Regions from separate parts of the Gossypium hirsutum genome. Here region 1 is linked to region 2. A link is a contact called in public Hi-C data. All regions are on one chromosome and are shown on one strand. The core of a region is the stretch at or near the end of the contact, and the rest is flanking DNA. Distances in the headings are between cores, read along the strand shown.

Evidence for each region. Hi-C and Micro-C count contacts between places; a contact is called where the count stands out from the background.
Region 1: a Hi-C map of leaf shows a contact between it and region 2, with 2.5 times the contacts expected there. The contact joins the enhancer-like site here to the promoter of LOC107953061 in region 2. A contact is called at or near these places in 11 of 34 Hi-C or Micro-C datasets (callus, hypocotyl, leaf and 2 more).

Annotation. Positions count from the first base shown.
Region 1 is chrA07:27,004,767-27,008,114 of Gossypium_hirsutum_v2.1, forward strand. No RefSeq gene overlaps it. Among protein-coding and RNA genes, the nearest start is that of LOC107953044, 26 kb to the right of the region's middle. Within about 2 kb of position 1,490, at least 1 of the 9 cell types and tissues checked has an H3K27ac peak or open chromatin away from gene starts, as enhancers often do. A contact at or near this core is called in leaf, where this site is marked.
Region 2 is chrA07:26,854,506-26,857,638 of Gossypium_hirsutum_v2.1, forward strand. LOC107953061 reads left to right here and starts at 1,601. Exons shown (of 8, transcript XM_016888289.2): 1 at 1,601-1,777; 2 at 1,876-1,941; 3 at 2,070-2,167; 4 at 2,251-2,288; 5 at 2,382-2,469; 6 at 2,537-2,731; 7 at 2,815-2,880; 8 at 2,957-3,133. The coding sequence starts at 1,747.

The DNA of each region.
Region 1 (3,348 bases), core at 240-2,739, 150 kb after region 2:
ATTGTTACAATAATTTATTTTACCTCTGTCACTACGTTTTTATCTAAAAACATATTTTAGTTTTAATTTTAAATATATAGTTATAATATCTAATTTCATTACTATAATAATTAATTTTTTATTATTGTTGATTTTAATTTTATCAAAATTAATGACAATGTCCTTCCAAATGAATGATTAATACGTTCATGACACAAGTATTAACGTTGTATAGAATGTGAGTTGGTTTGCCCGTATTAAATCACATAATTATGCAGCATATAAAACTAATTGAACTCATTTATTATATTATTCATGTTTAAACAAATCAGTTATATTTAAATGTGATATCTGTTGTCTATCATTTCATATGACTTATATAATATATGTTGTGTGTTGTGCATTTTTAAAAGAGCCCTCAATGTAACACAATTTAGAATTCAATGCTTGAATAATTCCTAACCTATTCTTTATGAAAATGATTTTAATTAGGGAAAATTCATTTATTTTATCAATGGGATTATATAATTCAAAGAAAAAAAGACAAGATAAATTTCAGTATCATAACAAAGGTTTCAACCTGAGCATTAGTAAAACATTATGACACATTAACAACTGACTCTATGACAATTCAAGCACGACATATCTAAAGTGATTGCAAGCATTTAACAAGATAACTCAATTAACCCTAGATGGTCTAAAGCGACAGGCAAAATAGGCAAAAGAACCAATCATCCACTAAGTTAGAGAGGATTGCGACGAAAAAATTTCTAAAATCACTTGCAAAAGCAAGACTATATGCATAAATAAGACTAAAAAACTTGTACAATACAAGACAAAAACTTACAAAAGTGAAGACTTATTAAACAATGAAAAAAAATTGTAATACTTAAGACAACACGAGTCAAAATCGACTCGTGAAATCATTTATTATTTTAAAATACTCTCAAAACATAAACATATTAAGAAGTCGACGAAGAGCCACCTTTTGAATATCTACGACCAACCCACTTCTCAAGAGAAACTGATGTTCAGTGGCAACAAGCAAAGAATATAACCACAAAATAGATCTGCAAACTGAAAAAAAAAAGAAGACATGTGGAGTGAATGAGGACAATAAAAGAGAGGGTTGATAGGATAAAGAGAGAAAAAGGTGGGCGATAGCCAGCCCAAGCATAGCACCATTGCTGGACAAAACAAGAGAGAAAAACAACCTTAAAAAATTGATATGTGTTCTTCTTTTTTAGTATTTTATTATATCTATACGATACTTATCAATTCTCTAACTTTGCTTGTATCAAATAATTTCCTTATATATTTTGTATCATTCCTATTTGGTAATATATTTTTTAAATTTTGTAAATTTAGGATATGAGATTTGATCCAAATTTTCTCAAAGGTGTAGTGGGCTGGACTTTAAACTCCAAAATTTTTGGTAGGTGGAAGAGAGAATTAAGGAAGACGTGAGAATATTTTGGGCCATGCCCTTTAAATGAGGATCAATCTCAAAAGCCCAGAGCAAACTTTTTGATCAATTATTTTAAGCTCCCACAACACGAAAGCTACCCTACGTGGTCACAAATATAAAGTCACCATTCTTTATAACAGTCACATTTTATGATAATAATCAGATTTGTTATCAAATTATTTTTTTATTTTTTATTTTTACCATTTATAATAGACTTTTATCTCAACTTTAGTAAAATTAGTTTTATTCCGAAGTGAAGTAAAAATAAAATATTATTCTAATAAAATACTCAGATTTTATATAAAAAAACTATTAATCATATTTTATAAAATAAAAATAAATTTTAATAAATGAAATTGTATTTGTAAATTTTATTAAAAACATAGTCTAAATCTCACTAATTAACATTATTAATATATTATAGTTTTTTTAATTAATTTTTTAAAATAAAATATAATTTGAATTTCAAATGTTGTTATAAGTGTACAACAATCACATCTCTATAACATCTAAAATTTTGACAAACAAATATAATTGTTATAAAGAGAATTGTTGTATCTCTTTATCCAAAAATTGCTACTTGTGAAATCAAATGTTAGAAGCCCTAAAAGTTGAACCTATCATGGTGTAGGGAAAAAAATAATCACAGAAGAATATTGTCAAACAACTTGTATGCAAGGAAAGTACTAAACTGGAAAGTTTAAGAAAAAATAAAAGTTGAACTTAGAATGCCTGAAGTTGCTGTATTATTCACACCCAAAATGAAATAAATGAAGGCATATAAATAGCCGTTACACCATAACTAACTAACATAAAAAATGTACAACACTATTGCACGAACATAACAAAAAATCAAAGAAATAAGAAAATAACAAACTAAGCACAGCAGAGCCAAATTTAAATTTAGAAAAATTGACTTTGAATCTTTCTCCAACACTCCCCATTGATTCAAAGTTGCAAACACCAAGCTGAAGTCTGAAGTAAACATGTTTTTCTCTAGGGAGAGACTTCATTAGAATATCTACCATTTGCTCATTTGTGTTGCAATATTTCAGAATAATTGACCCATCAGACACAAGATCACGAATGAACTGTACCCGAATATTTATATGCTTTGTTCTTCAATGAAAGGATGGATTTTTAGATATGGAAATCGCTGCTTGATTGTCACAGCAGATTACAGTTGCTTCCTTCTGCTTCATATTAACATCAACTAAGATTCTTCTTAACCATAAGGCTTGACAAGCTGATATAGTTGTAGCTGTATATTCAGCTTCTGATGAACATAGAGCTGTCATTGCTTGTTTTTTGGAACTCCAACAGATAACATCTGATCCAAAACCAAAGACATAACCTGACTTGTTTCTTCTATCTTTCAAACATCCAGCCCAATCACTATCTATATAACCACTCAGCTTGAACTCTAAGATATTATCATACCACAGCCCAAAATCAATAGTTTCGGCAATATACGTAAGACTCGTTTTGCAGCGCCAAAGTGATGCCTTGATGGACAATGCATGAACCTGAAAATAACTCCAACAACAAAAGAAATATCAGGTCGTGTATTATTCAAGTAAATCAAGCCACCAACTAGACTTTTAAAGCTCCTTGCATCTATTGCTTCAGTACCATCATCAATTTTCAACTTTTCATTCAAATTCATAGGTGTTGCTGTAGTTTTGCATCTTAGCATGTTGAATTTTTTAAGTAAATCAGCAGTATATTTCTTTTGCAACACAAAGATGCCATCTTCAACCTGCTTCACCTCAAGACCAAGAAAAAATTGCAATACTCTAAGATCTGTCATTTTGAATTCCTTTTCCATACAAGCTTTGAATTCATTTATAAGACAAGAGGAACCCATGTAGATCATATCATCAACATAAAGGCAAAAAATG
Region 2 (3,133 bases), core at 351-2,850:
AACCATTAACTTTAACCGATGACCATTAAAGTTAACGACCCCAGTTTTTTCCAGTTAAAGTTATCACGTGTCACAACACAACATGACATGTGGCGAAAAACGACAAAAAAATCAATAAAAATTATAGAAAAATTATAAAATGCTTCTTTTGGTACGATAATTTTTATATTTTTTATGAACTTTATATTGCTTTACATTTTTTATAATTTTCTTACAACTTTATAAAATTTTATAATTTTTTTCTATATTTCCATATATTTTATAATTTTTTTATGATTTTTATAATTTTTAATATTTTTATTAAAATTTAATAATTTGTATAATTTTTATTTTTATCATTTTTTTATCACATGTCACGTCGTGGTGGCTTTAATTGAAAAAATTTAGGAGCTGCTAACTTTAACGAACAATTATTAAAGTTAACAGTTAAAGGACTTTAATGATACATTTTGACGGTTAAAATACCCAATTGAGGGGGGAAAAAAACTAGACGCTTAACTTTTTTTTTTTGAAAAGGTAAAAAAAATTAGTTCTAACTAATAAATACACAAACTAGATTTATTTGCGGATTATGTATGATAACTAGTTCAAGGTTTGGGTAAATTTTTATTAGATTAAATTTTATTTATATGTTGAGCATTTTATATGTTGTTAGTATTATTTTTCTTTTCAAGTGTTGTGGTAAGCTTATATATAGGGGATAAAAGAGTTCACGTGTCTTGAATTTTACTAACAGTGGAATTATACATTGTTCCTTTTAATGACAGGCAATGTGACATTTTAATATATGACTTTTGAGGACAACTAGGTAATTAATAGGCTTGAAATTCTTGGTGCGTTTAGCGAAGGTAGTCATCATGAAGGTTTATTGGTTTACTGTGGTTTAAAATTCACCAAGCTCACCCAATTAAAAGTTTGCTCAGTGTAGACACGTTAACTTGTGGTTTGCTTGTTGATGATACATGGAGGGACATGTGGAGAACGTATAATAATAATATAACTTTTGACTCCTAAACTTGGCAACTAAGTCTTTTTTTGGTACTTGTACTTTTTTAGTCCACTTTGGTCCTTGAACTTCGCAACTAGATCATTTTGGTCCATAAACTTATTTTGTTAAGATTTAATGATGTGATCATTGTTATTGGAATATGACCAAATCATATGAACTAAGAACTAATCGATATAATGGTTCGAACAAAAGGGTTGAACCAATTGACTAGAAAATTGTCGATACAAAAATCGATAATTAAATAAGGTGAACTAATTTAATTTTTTGCTTTTTAGATTTTTATAAAAGTTTAATTTTTTATTTAATTATTTTTTATTCAAAAATTGAACCAATCGAATTGATTGAATCGAGAATTGGTAGTCTAATATATTCAACCACCAATCGAGTTATAAAAATACTGAAGTGAAACTATAATATTATAGTATACTATCACTTGAAAATTTATATAATTTTTAAATTTTTAAATAATAATATAATATAATATTAAAATTTCACATCATTAAACTTTCAAGTTGAAATACTTATGTAGACAAAAAAAATAATATCCCTAACTTAAACAAGATTTGTGCTCCAACTCAGCAACTTCTAGTTGCTTCTTATCTTACTATTCATTTATATTATTACCAATAATTTATTAATTTCACAGCTTTTCCTTTTCTCTATAAGCTCCTTCCTTGGGAGCCCCATCCCTTTGACTTTCTGCTTTTTAATCTTCTTCCTTTCAAAAGTTTGAATATATGGATTCTCCTTTCAATTGCCTTTTGTTTGGTAAGTTTCTTTCTTAATTTACTGGGTTTTTTCCTCTTCGTTTTCTATCTTTTTTGTTTCTGATTTTTGGGCCCTGGATTTCGCTTCTGTTCTTAAAGATTTGGATGATACCCTTTACCCTTCAAGCACTGGAATAGCTCAGGGTATCAAGAAAAACATCGATGGTTAGTCACTGCCATTTCATAAAGTTTTCCAATTCTTTATACTTATTTGCACCAACATGGAAAAGATAATAATAATAAATAAACATTTGAACAATTGAAATTCATTTTCGTTTTTGACATTTCTGTAGATTTTCTAATTGAGAAATGTGGAATGTCGGTGACGAAAGCTTCAAATCTCAGAGTCGAACTCTTCAAAACTTACGGCAGCACCCTCGCCGGATTGCGAGTAATTAAACATAACTTTAATGATTCCAGATTTAATCCTTAAAAATGGGAATAATTTGAAGTTGGTTTGACTTGTTTTAGCAGGCGTTAGGGTATGACATCGATGCCGATGATTACCACGAGTAAGAAACACCTTATCCAACATCCATTTCCTGTATTAATCTAGAATTCATTTGATGATCAAGATTAAGTTTTTACCTTTCATGTGTTGCTAGTTTTGTCCATGGGAGATTGTCATACGATGTGATCAAGCCAGACTCTCAGCTACGTTCTCTGTTACGTAGCATCACCCAAAGGAAAATTGTAAGTTACAAATCATTAACAACATATGAAACAGTAATCTAAAGCGCTTTCAAATTTGGTGAAACAGATATTTACGAATTCGGACAGAGTTCATGCGGTTAAGGTAATGAAAAGGTTAGGAATAGAAGACTGTTTCGAGCAAATCATATCTTTCGAGACACTGAATCCTAATTTGTCAGAATCGAAGTGTGTCGTTCTCAAGCCGTCGACGGATGCCATCAAAATTGCTCTTCACGTCGCACGTGTTGATTCCCCACGCACCGTAATATTCCTTTTTCTCTTTTTCAATTTCACCTATTTTTTATTACAATTAAATTATCTAGATGCTCTCTTTTTTTGGTACAGCTATTTCTAGACGACAATGTTCAGAATATATCCGCTGGAAAGACTTTGGGCCTCTGGACTTGTTTGGTAATTTCCAATTTTTTAAATAAAAAAAAACTACCCATTTAAAATGAATGAATCTAATATTATTTTGTGGTCTAAGGTTGGGAAGAGTGGTGAGGGAAAGGAAGCAGATTATGCAATAGAGGAAGTCAAGAATTTGGGGGATGTGATACCAGAAATCTGGGTCAACAAACAGGATGGTGGTGACAGAAGCAGAAGTGAATTGGAGTTGGATCAATTCAATATCTCTGGGGACCTAATTGAAAAAGATGTGGGC